Regions from separate parts of the Arachis hypogaea genome. Here region 2 is linked to region 1. Evidence: chromatin contacts called from public Hi-C data. All regions are on one chromosome and are shown on one strand. The core of a region is the stretch at or near the end of the contact, and the rest is flanking DNA. Distances in the headings are between cores, read along the strand shown.

Region 1 (5,340 bases), core at 1,860-4,359:
TTAATTGTTCCTAGGCTTGCAACAATCCAGCAACGCTAAGAGAAGATACATAGAAATCTATGAAGAACAAAGGAGGTAGGATACTTTGTGCACCATTAAGACCTCAGTGGTTTGATGGTCTCCAAATTTTTTTTTGAAAATATGCATGAGGGACAAGTGATACCAATCAATAATTCAATAGAAGAGTACATAATATTGTGATTGGTGAAAGCATGTCAGAAAAATCTACTGGCATTTAAATGTGTTCTTACCTTTGCAACTGTAAGTCCAATGGGACATGGACGATATGGGGATCGTGTGGCGAACACTCCCATTCTTCCTCCTTTAAGTCTCAGAACTCCCACCTATCCATCCACCGGTTCGTATGAAAAATATCTCTAAGGGATAAAATGAGGCAAGAAGATGCTACATAGATAAGACATTAATACTAGAGCTACAAACCTTTGCCTTAAACCCTGATTGAGATGGATGCTTCCATAGTTTCTCAAGATCTGTATTTAAATGAAATATATATAAAACCCAGCAATGAGAATATTCAGCTTGACCCTCAAGAGATGCTAGCAGAACACGAGTGGCATAAAAAACCAAACAGGCTCTAGCAAGTGGTACAAGTAACGGTTGCCTCGGTGTCCAATTCCTACACTAGTATGAAGGAATATTTCATTAATCATGAATGTGGAATTGAATAAGGAATTTATCAATGTGTAGGCTACCTACTGAATAAGCATAGGAAAAATTCAATATTAATGATGCACCTAACTACCTAAGGACCTTAATGATCAAATTTTGAAATAAAAAACTATTGAATAAACATTATTCATTACCTCGTAGAGAAGCATGAGCAGATGGTACCAATCGATGCCATAGGGTAATATGTCAGCTTCAGATTTTCATATTTAGGTTGTGATAGTACTTTTCTCAAGGTCTGCAAACACTTGAGCAAATGAATCAGCAAAAGAACAAAGGGAGGGGGAATAAAAAAAAGAGGTAAAAAACTAAACTTGATGCAGTGGCGAGTGTCAAGTGCCAATTGAGACATGATTGAAGAGCAAGTAACCAACCAAGTTAAGATTAAAGTTAATGGAAATGAATGAAGAATAGGAGTGTTGAAAGAAGGGTAACCTATTGAGCCCTAATTCTCCCTTACCTTTTCAGAGGCACATTTATCTAAGGAAGACTTGAGAGATGCCTCTAGCTCAAGAATCTTGGACTTCAAACCCTTACATTTTTTACTCAAGACATATGCTAACAGAACATGGACAGCTACAAAGCTTCAAACTTTTAGTAAATACTCATAATAAATAAATAAATAAGCAATTAAAGAGAACATGGGAAAAGTAGTTCTGTGTGTAACATACCAGAGATTGCAGTGGAAAAGGAAATAGCAGCGAATGTTATTGTTAAGGTTATGCTTAATCTCTTTTCAACCATTTTTAGCTTCTGAAATGGTACCTCCTCCGAAGTCCCAATCCTGTTATGCAGTTACAATCATCAGTTTCAGTTCTCGACTACCTGACCCAGGCCAAGAGACAACGAAGCTTGGTTTGGGTTAGTTTGATTGCTTCACCAAATTTGCTATTTGGGTCGGACTCGGTTCATTATAATCCAGTGATCCATTTGTTTCATGGATCCCTCATATTTGCTTCAAAAAAATATAAATGAAAAATTATCAATAAACAAATATAAATATATATATATATATATATATATATATAGAGAGAGAGAGAGAGAGAGGGAGAGAGAGAGAAACTAGTGTACTTGAGTTTATTGTGATTAGTATCTGGATGAGAAATGAGAGCTTCAAAGTGCAATGGTATCTGAACTTTGAAGTTGATGCATTCTGTTTTGCTACACTGTGTAACATGTTGCACCTGTAACAAAATCATTCTATTTATGAACATTCTATTTCATAAATTATGAACTAGTTTCATAAATTTTCATTCAAATTTCATAAATTCTTTTATTTATAAACATTCCTCCTCTTCATAAATATGACTCCAATCACATAGAAGCTGCAGATCACATAATCTTCAAAGTTTAATTGGGGAGATGATTGAAAGTTCCAACACTCAGTCGTAGCTTTTATCAACTTTGAGGCATAGCTCTTTATTTTAAGCAAGAAGACTCATGAAAATTGTTATTGTTAGCACCTTCCTCTTTATTTTACTGCAATTTTTTTTTTCATTTTCTCATTTAAGAAATCTAATTTTGTTCTGTTTTAACCAGAAATAGAAATGACTCACTTTCATTCCCTCTCAATATCACAAATCAACTATCATATTGACACTACATTAGAGATCATTTTCTTCTCTGGCTTGCTGAGATTCGATCGAAAGGAGACAAAGTATTAAAGAAAAGTTCAAAAGATGCCTACAAATAACGAATTTTCCTAGACAAATATTTAATTGACTATATATGCATATAGTCAAAATTTTACAATTCATAGTATTTGCTCACTGATTATCTTTTTAAAAGAAATTATAAGAAGTCATATTCATGTAAACTTGTGGTGATATAATTACCCTATTATCAAAGATAGCGTCTCCAATGAATGAAGCTCCATCACAATATCTCAGCTTAACACAGTTCCAATTGTAGAAGTCTGGTACACCAATCCATGACATAATTAATATTAATTAACAAAAAAGATGAGAAAATCATATTTTACATTTTATTCATTTAAATAGTTAAGATTAGAAGCATGGCATTTCTAGTGTCTACCGACAACTGAGGTGAAGCTAATGATTGAAGAATCGTGACTGGTAAGTAAAAAGCCACAAAAATAAAACAAAATCATAATTTTAAAACAAGAAAACAAGCATACAAATAGTTTATTTAAGTTTTGAATTAAATGCAAACCAAGCGTCCCTACTACCACAGAAAGTGAAATTTCGAATCGAATCTTAAAAAGGAGACAAAATCATGAAAAGGAAACACAAAATTCTAATAATATCTTATTCAGATAATGATATGCATTAAACTAATCAAATTGAGAAGAGTAAAGGTGAAAGGAAAAGGAATCAGTCTACTACCCTAAGCTCAACGGACTTCTTAAGGTTCCATATCTGCTTGTTTTTCTTGGACTCAGAAACCGCAAAGGCAATAACTGTAACACCCTACTATATATATATATATATATATATATATATATATATATATATATATATATATATATATATACAAACCCATAAATAAACCAACAGATAAATATAATTCCTGTTTCTCCAAGTCAACCTCTAAGAGGGACAAAATATAATATATACAAGCTAGAGAATCTATACACATATATAAACATAAACCAAATACAAACAATAAGCAATACAGACAAAGCAAATACAAGTAGGATACAGATACAACAAGTAGCAAATATAGTAGGTAAGCATAATAATCACATAGGCAAGCTCAATTAATGCACAATCAAACAAAGCACACATATGCATATGATGTATGTCTGCCCTATGGCCGAGGAGTCTCATCTGTCAGTTATCAAGCCAAACTCGACATGTCTGGTAGCTAACCCTGGACAGAACACCAAACACGGAGCAAGTGGGATAATGCTGCAACCCTTGCATCTTACCCACGTACCCGAAGCAGGGGACAACCTCACCACTGCCTCTTACCCGGGCTGTGTTACAGTCTCAAGTGGTTACAGAACTCAGCCTTTGCATCTTACCCGAAGCCTCGAACTCTCCCGAAGCAAGTGGATAACACCATTGCATCTTACCCGGAGTCACATTCAAAAATTCATTCTCATTATCATTACAATTTATTCATATTCATTCAAATTCATAATCAAACTCAGTCCTCAACCTTCCTCTTCCTCATAGCCAACCTCATCCTTAATCATATCTCATACAACTCCATCACCGACCCTGAGCGAGTGGACAACGCCACCGCATCTTACCCGGTGTCTCAATTTATTCCTGGCCAATATATATATATATATATATATATATCAATCAAAATCAGCCAACATCATCTCAATTCAAACTCATTCATCATCATCTCATTATCATTATAATTCATTCATATTCATTTAACAATTATACTTAAAAATCAATTCTCATCAACGTTCATTCCTTATTATCAGACGTCCCATTTCGTTTATTAACAATTCATACTCAAAACACAATTCATTCTTTTCTAAATAAATCAATCTCAAAACGTAATCCTTTTCTTAATAACTCGAAATCAAATTATAAAATTCTTAAAAATTTAAATCTTCCTAAATAACCACTTCAAATGAAGCCTCCTATTTTCATAAAAACTTCGACAGCATCTCTTCTAAAACTTGAACTTTTGCCACCCTTCAAGGGTCCCAACCACCAAACCAAATACCTTTCAGTATTCAGATCATTCCTAGTATCAAATCATTTCAAAATCAAACAAATTCTAATATTAAATCTTTTTTCCAAAACCAACCAACTCGAATAACAAACTGTTTATAAAATCAAATCATACATCTCTCAACCAATCCATTCAATTCAATATCATAAACTCACCATCAATTCTCAACATATCAACAATCATGTTTATTTTATACTTATCAAAGTCACAATCCAGCACATACAAATTCATTTATCCTTTATACACACATTGTATACTATATACATAATCCATCAATAATTCATTTAGTTCATTCCTATCTTGTGGTCTTCTAGCCTAAGTTTTCACGTTACTTTATATTTTCTCTACGAGAAATCAAAACCATACCTTGGCCGATTCCTTCCTAAGCTCGGAACACCTTAAAAATCTCTCCTTTCACAATCTCCAAGCTTCTAAATGTCAATTCCTCGAGCTTAATCGCCCGAATTTCATTCCAAACCGCTCAATTGAAATCCAAATCAACAAGAACACAATCTAATTCACACAATATCACTATAATCATCATAGGGTTCACTAATTCAATAATTCATAAGGGTTCAACAGTTTCTTACCTTACCCCCATCAAATGAACAAACCCAATAGTTTCCTCAAGCTAATCCAAGCCTAGAACATCAAAATCACATAATCTATCAAACTCAAAACCTTAAATTTTGAAATTAGGGAAGAGTGGCTGAGTAAAAAATTTCTAGATTCTTAACAATATGATATGTGACTTTTGTAGAGAATTATGAGATGAATGCATGGCCGCTGACGGCTCGTCAATCGGAGCTCCAGATTGAAAGTTATGGACGATTGAAAATCGGAACAGAGGGTTAAGGTTCTTCTTCGCGTTTCTACCCTATTCAGCCTGATTCCATCAAGTGTTTGAGGAAGAAGGCTGAGTTATGCATTATATATGTTGGGTCATGAGTCCGGTTTGGGTCCAATCCAACCGGTTTGTCCTGTTGGGCCAAT
Region 2 (5,340 bases), core at 1,131-3,630, 520 kb before region 1:
TGACTTTTCAACCTTAGTATCAAGTCCATTCTGCGAATGACAGAGGATTTTAGCGAAGGATTATGCAAAACACAGCAACATGGCACAGATATTAAAGAAGAAAAGTTCTAATTCCTCAAGACCAAAAAGAACAAATGGATGCATGACAAGACATGAGAATGGTCAGATTAAGCTACAGGGTAAGGGTCTTGTACAAAATATCTCAAGAAATTCTAGCATAGTAAAGGGGTAATTAATCAAGCAAAACAAATTATTGTATTGTTTAAGAGGAAGCAACTGTTAGAAGCCAAACAGCAACTAAAAAGAGCTAATGATTTCATCTGAAAACTAATGAATTCTAATATGCACAAGCTTTCAAATTAATCTTTTGGAACATCTCTATTGTTAATGCTCATTAATCATAACAGTATACAATTTCATGTTACATTATGGATCAACAATAAAGAACAACATATTTTCACCCCATGCAACTCCAATCTAAAAATAAAAAACAGTGCTGACAGCATCAGAGTACTATATTATTATACATAGAGGTCATCCAATAACAATTAATATTAGTAAGCACTAACTTACCAGTCTTACAATTTACAAAAACATACATCCTAGTTGCATGAAAGTGTTTCTCATTCCATAGCAATTACACTCATGAACAAAAACCACATTAGAAAAACAAAAAACCGAGTTATCTTACCCTAATTAGTCTGTACTTAGGCTCATACTTCTTAGCATTCTCAACAGTGTCATAAATCAAACCAAAACCAGTGGATTTGCCACCTCCGAAATGGGTGCGGAACTTGAACACAAACACGGTGTTGGGGTCCTTAACATCATAGATTCTAGCAAGCTTCTCCTTAAGCTCAGCCTTCATATTCCAAACACAACAAAAATTAGAAACCCTAAACACCATTATTGTCCAACCAATAACTACCTGACAAAAATCAATTAAATCTAAAGTTTTCGGCTAACAAACAGAATGTACCTTAGAAACATTTGCCCTCCCTGGATGAAGAACATCAATGACCTACAACCACACAATTAAAGAGAAAACGAGGCTCAGCTAAATCGTATGTAGCGCTCAATTCATCTATCATTATCAGATCCCAATTATTCCAAAATCTAGATACTTAAAGTCTATGATAAAGCCATAAAAACAGTGTGAAAGTGAGAATGGTGAACGAACTCACGAATTGCTTTCTGGAGAGGAGCCTGTTAGTCATAAACTTCCTTGTTCTGATGGTAACCGCTTTGTCAGCCATGTTTGTTGAAGCTTGAGGACCCTAATCGTGCTGGAAGAGTGTAGTGTTGAAACCCTAACAAAACTACATCCATATTTATAAGGGGCAAACCCTAACTTGCAATTTTTTTTTTACTTAAACCCAGGTGTATACGGATCGGATTGGATCAGATGTATCCGCAAAACAGAAACTTTATTTAAATGCATATTGCTACATAAAAAATTCAATAAAACTCTTTTATTCACACTTTTAAACCTATTTATTCCTAAAATATTTTTAAACAAACTTTTCTTAAATAACAAAAATAAACAATAATAGGAGGATCTCACCACAACTAAACAGGACCAAAGAACAAGTGAACAAGTATAATTCATGATATCTAATTCTTTTAGACATATAAACAATAACAGCAGCATCACACACAACAACTTAACAAGTAAGATGACAGAAAACTAAATTATAAAATCCGACTATGTTCTAGATTTCATCTTGTGAGTTTTATGTACTCTTCTGGTGGTACTAGCACCGACCTAGAAACAGCCAAAAACTAGTTTATATCCGCAACCAATTCCCAATTATTCACAATTCACAGTTCAATTAGTTTAGAATCTGCCAAAAACATCTATTCACAATTCACAGTTCAAATGACCTTCACAAAACTCAAATGATCTTCATAAAAAAATACCTGAAGTCCTGAACAATGAAGCTGATTCGCTGGAAGGAGGACGGTGAACCGACGAGAACGGAGGACGGCGATGCGGCAGTAAGGCAAGGCGGCGAGGACGTCAAGGCAGCGAGAACAGAGGACCACGGACTGAGAGGACGACAACGTGGCAGGAACTGAGTACCACTGACGGTGATAACGTCTAAACCAGGAAGAGGGAGGGATGAACGCAAGGAAAAGCGGCGAGAGGAAGCACGCGACGAAGAGGTACTAACGCGAGGAAGAGCGGGCGGTCTCCGGCAAGCAGTCTCCGGTGGTGGTCAAGGAAGAAGGAGTGGCCGAGTGGTGTCTCTGATCTCTGTGTATGGGTGTGGGTGTGGGTGTGGGTGAGGGTGAAGGGTAGACTGCAGCGGCGAAAAGAGGGCAAAATGTAAAATTAGGGTTATATATATTTACTTTTGATATCGTGTGAGTGTGAAGTAGTAAAATAATTTTCCATATAAATACATATTTATAAAAATAATTATTTTTAAGTTTTAATATTAACAAAATAAATAATTATCTAAAAAATAGATGTAAGATTTAAAATTTTTGAAAAATTTTATTATGAATCGATTTTAAATTTTTTATTTATTAAAGATTTATAAAAAAATTATTTTTTTAGAAATAATTAAATCAAATTTTGATAATTAAAATAAAAATTTTATATGTTATAGTTTAAATAATTAAGATTTTAAAAATTTTAATTTTTATAAATAAAAAATATTTATTATATTATTTTATATTTTAAATTAAAATATTTGATTAAAAAACAATCAACAAATTAATAATTAAATAATATTTTTAAAATAATTTTGAGAGATTAAATTAGATTTTAAAATTAATATAATATAACTAAATTTGATTTAGATTTTATTAAATTCTAATTAACCCAAAATCTCCAAATCTAACCCTAACCCTAACTAAAAAAAACCTAAATTTCATCTAACTCTAACCCTAACAACCAAAATCCATTTTCCCTTTCACCTAAAAAAATCCTAGCCGCCAAACCTCCTTGTACCCAAACATAGCAGCATCAGAAATTCAAAAAAAAAAAAAAAAAGAAAGAAAACGTAGAGGGAGAGAAGGAGAAACGGAAGGCAGAGAAGAGAAGAGAAGAGAGGGAAGACGGCGCTGACAGGAATCACTGCCGCTGCACCGTCTTGTCACCGTTGAAGGAGAGGGAGAGGCGCAAACCAGAGTCACAGGAGGGAGAAGACGCTGCGTCTGGGAGTCGTCGTCATGTCTGTCGTCATCTTCGCGGGGTCCATGTCGTCGTCGCCGTCCTCATCGCGAAACCAGTGTCGCTGCCATCCATGGAGCCACGAGCCGCGTGGTGCGAAATTTCTAACCACAAACTAACCGGCAAGTGCACCGCGTCGTACCAAGTAATACCTTAGGTGAATGAGGGTCGATCCCACGAGGATTGAAGGACTAAGCAACAATGGTTAAGTGATTCACTTAGTTAGGCAAGTAGAAAATAGTGTTTGAGAGTTCAAAGAGTATTAAACAGTAAATTCAGAGTTTAAAGACAGGCATGTGAATAAGTTGGGAATAAAATATGGAGAAACAGTTAAGGTTTCAGAGTTATCTATTTTTCCGGATTAACTTTTCTTATTAACTATTTTAATCATGTAAGATTTGACTCATGGCAAACTATATGTGACTAGACCCTAATTCCTTAGACCTTTCTAGTCTCCTCTAATTCTCATTAACTGCCAATTCCTTGATCAATTAATTCCAATTAGAGGGTGATGTTTAATTCTAGTTATTATGCCACAAAAATCCTAATTATCCAAATATAAGAGGATTATATGTCACGTATCCCGTTAAGTCCAGATAATTAGAATTTAGGAGAAATTGTTTTCAAGCTATTGTTCAAGTAAAGAGCTTTTTCAAGTTATACAAGAACTCAATTAGAAAGAGGGTCATACTTCCGTTCCACCCAATTTCATAAGATAAAGAACAAAAACAATTCTTGAATTATAAATCAGTGCATGAATTAAAATAGAAAAGCAATAGAATCAATCCATACAAATAGACAGAGCTCCTAACCTTAACAATGGAGGTTTAGTTGCTCATGATTCAGAGAAGAAAATTAGGATTGTAAATTGGGCTGAGGTGGAATGAAAAGTTAACTAATGTTGGGATCCCCATAAGGGAAGTTTCTTTTCTCTTTTATATCTAATCCTAATTAATTAAAAATCTAATTTCTAAAACTAAAATAATATCTTTTTCTATTTTCAAGATAAAAATAAAGTTTAAATAAGAATTAATTAAATAATCAGCAAGTCTTCAATTGATGAATGGGGACCACTTGCTTCGTAGGATCCACGCCTAACCTGAAAAATAACGGGAAGTGTTCCTTCATTCTACAGCCTCTAATCTGTGTTTTCTGGGCCGAAAACTGGGTCAAAAACAGCACAGAAATCGCCCCCAGCATTTTCTGCGTTTTCTGTACGTGGTGCATGTCACGCGTACGCGTCAATCACGCGTACGCGTCGATGGTTTTCTTCTCGTGTCATGCGTACGCGTCAGGTACGCGCACGCGTCGTTGTGCAACTTCACTTTTCACGCGTATGTGTCAGGTACGCACACGCGTCGCCATGGAAAGCTCTAAATCACACGCACGCGTCAGGTACGCGCACGCGTCGATCCTCGCTGTCATCTCCTTTAATTCTTGTGCTGCAGAAATTCCATCAAATCCAACCGAATGCTACCTAAAATAAACAGAATTGCACAAGACTCAAAGTAGCATCCATAGTAGCATCCATAGTAGTTAAAAGATAATTAATTCTTGATTAAACTCATCAAATTAAATGCAAATTCACTAGAAAAAGATAGAAAAGATGCTCACTCATCACAACATCAAACTTGAATTGTTACTTGAATTGTGACTTTAAATGTTTTGTCTCAAACTTCACTTGACACAGAAACACCACAAGCACTTAACTGGGGAACTCTCTTTAAGTTCTAATTTTCCTTTCAGTTACTTCCAAACAGTGGTGCTTAAAGCCTTTGGTATACTCTGTTTAATTGCAATTGATCGACTCTGAATGTTTTGTCTCAATGATTAGTTGACACAAGAACACCACAAGCATGTGACTAGGTGGTGCACGAAATCGTGATCGTTCATTCCATGGTAACGGCGCTACAAACTTAATACGCACGTTCATAATTTTATTTCTTTTTCACAATTTCGATACAACTAACCAGCAAGTACACTGGGTCGTCCAAGTAATAAACCTTACGTGAGTAAGGGTCGATCCCACGGAGATTGTCGGCTTGAAGCAAGCTATGGTCACCTTGTAAATCTCAGTCAGGCGGATTCAGATAATTATGGAGATTTGCTAGTTAAAACATAATTGAAATATAAACTAGGATAGAGATACTTATGTAATT

The links. A called contact is a pair of places that touch in the nucleus more often than the background predicts.
Region 2: a contact with region 1 is called in a Hi-C map of leaf, with 2.2 times the contacts expected there. The contact joins the promoter of LOC112727587 here to the promoter of LOC112727584 in region 1. A contact is called at or near these places in 3 of 8 Hi-C or Micro-C datasets (leaf and an unstated tissue).

What each region holds. Positions count from the first base shown.
Region 1 is chr12:82,585,307-82,590,646 of arahy.Tifrunner.gnm2.J5K5, reverse strand. LOC112727584 reads right to left here and starts at 3,109. Exons shown (of 9, transcript XM_025777387.2): 1 at 3,033-3,109; 2 at 2,523-2,602; 3 at 1,759-1,871; 4 at 1,359-1,642; 5 at 1,148-1,263; 6 at 825-925; 7 at 442-637; 8 at 252-344. The coding sequence starts at 1,431.
Region 2 is chr12:83,103,963-83,109,302 of arahy.Tifrunner.gnm2.J5K5, reverse strand. It overlaps LOC112727587 (small ribosomal subunit protein eS24z), which reads right to left and starts at 2,380. Exons shown (of 6, transcript XM_025777392.2): 1 at 1,921-2,380; 2 at 1,185-1,319; 3 at 980-1,021; 4 at 692-862; 5 at 1-30. The coding sequence starts at 1,256.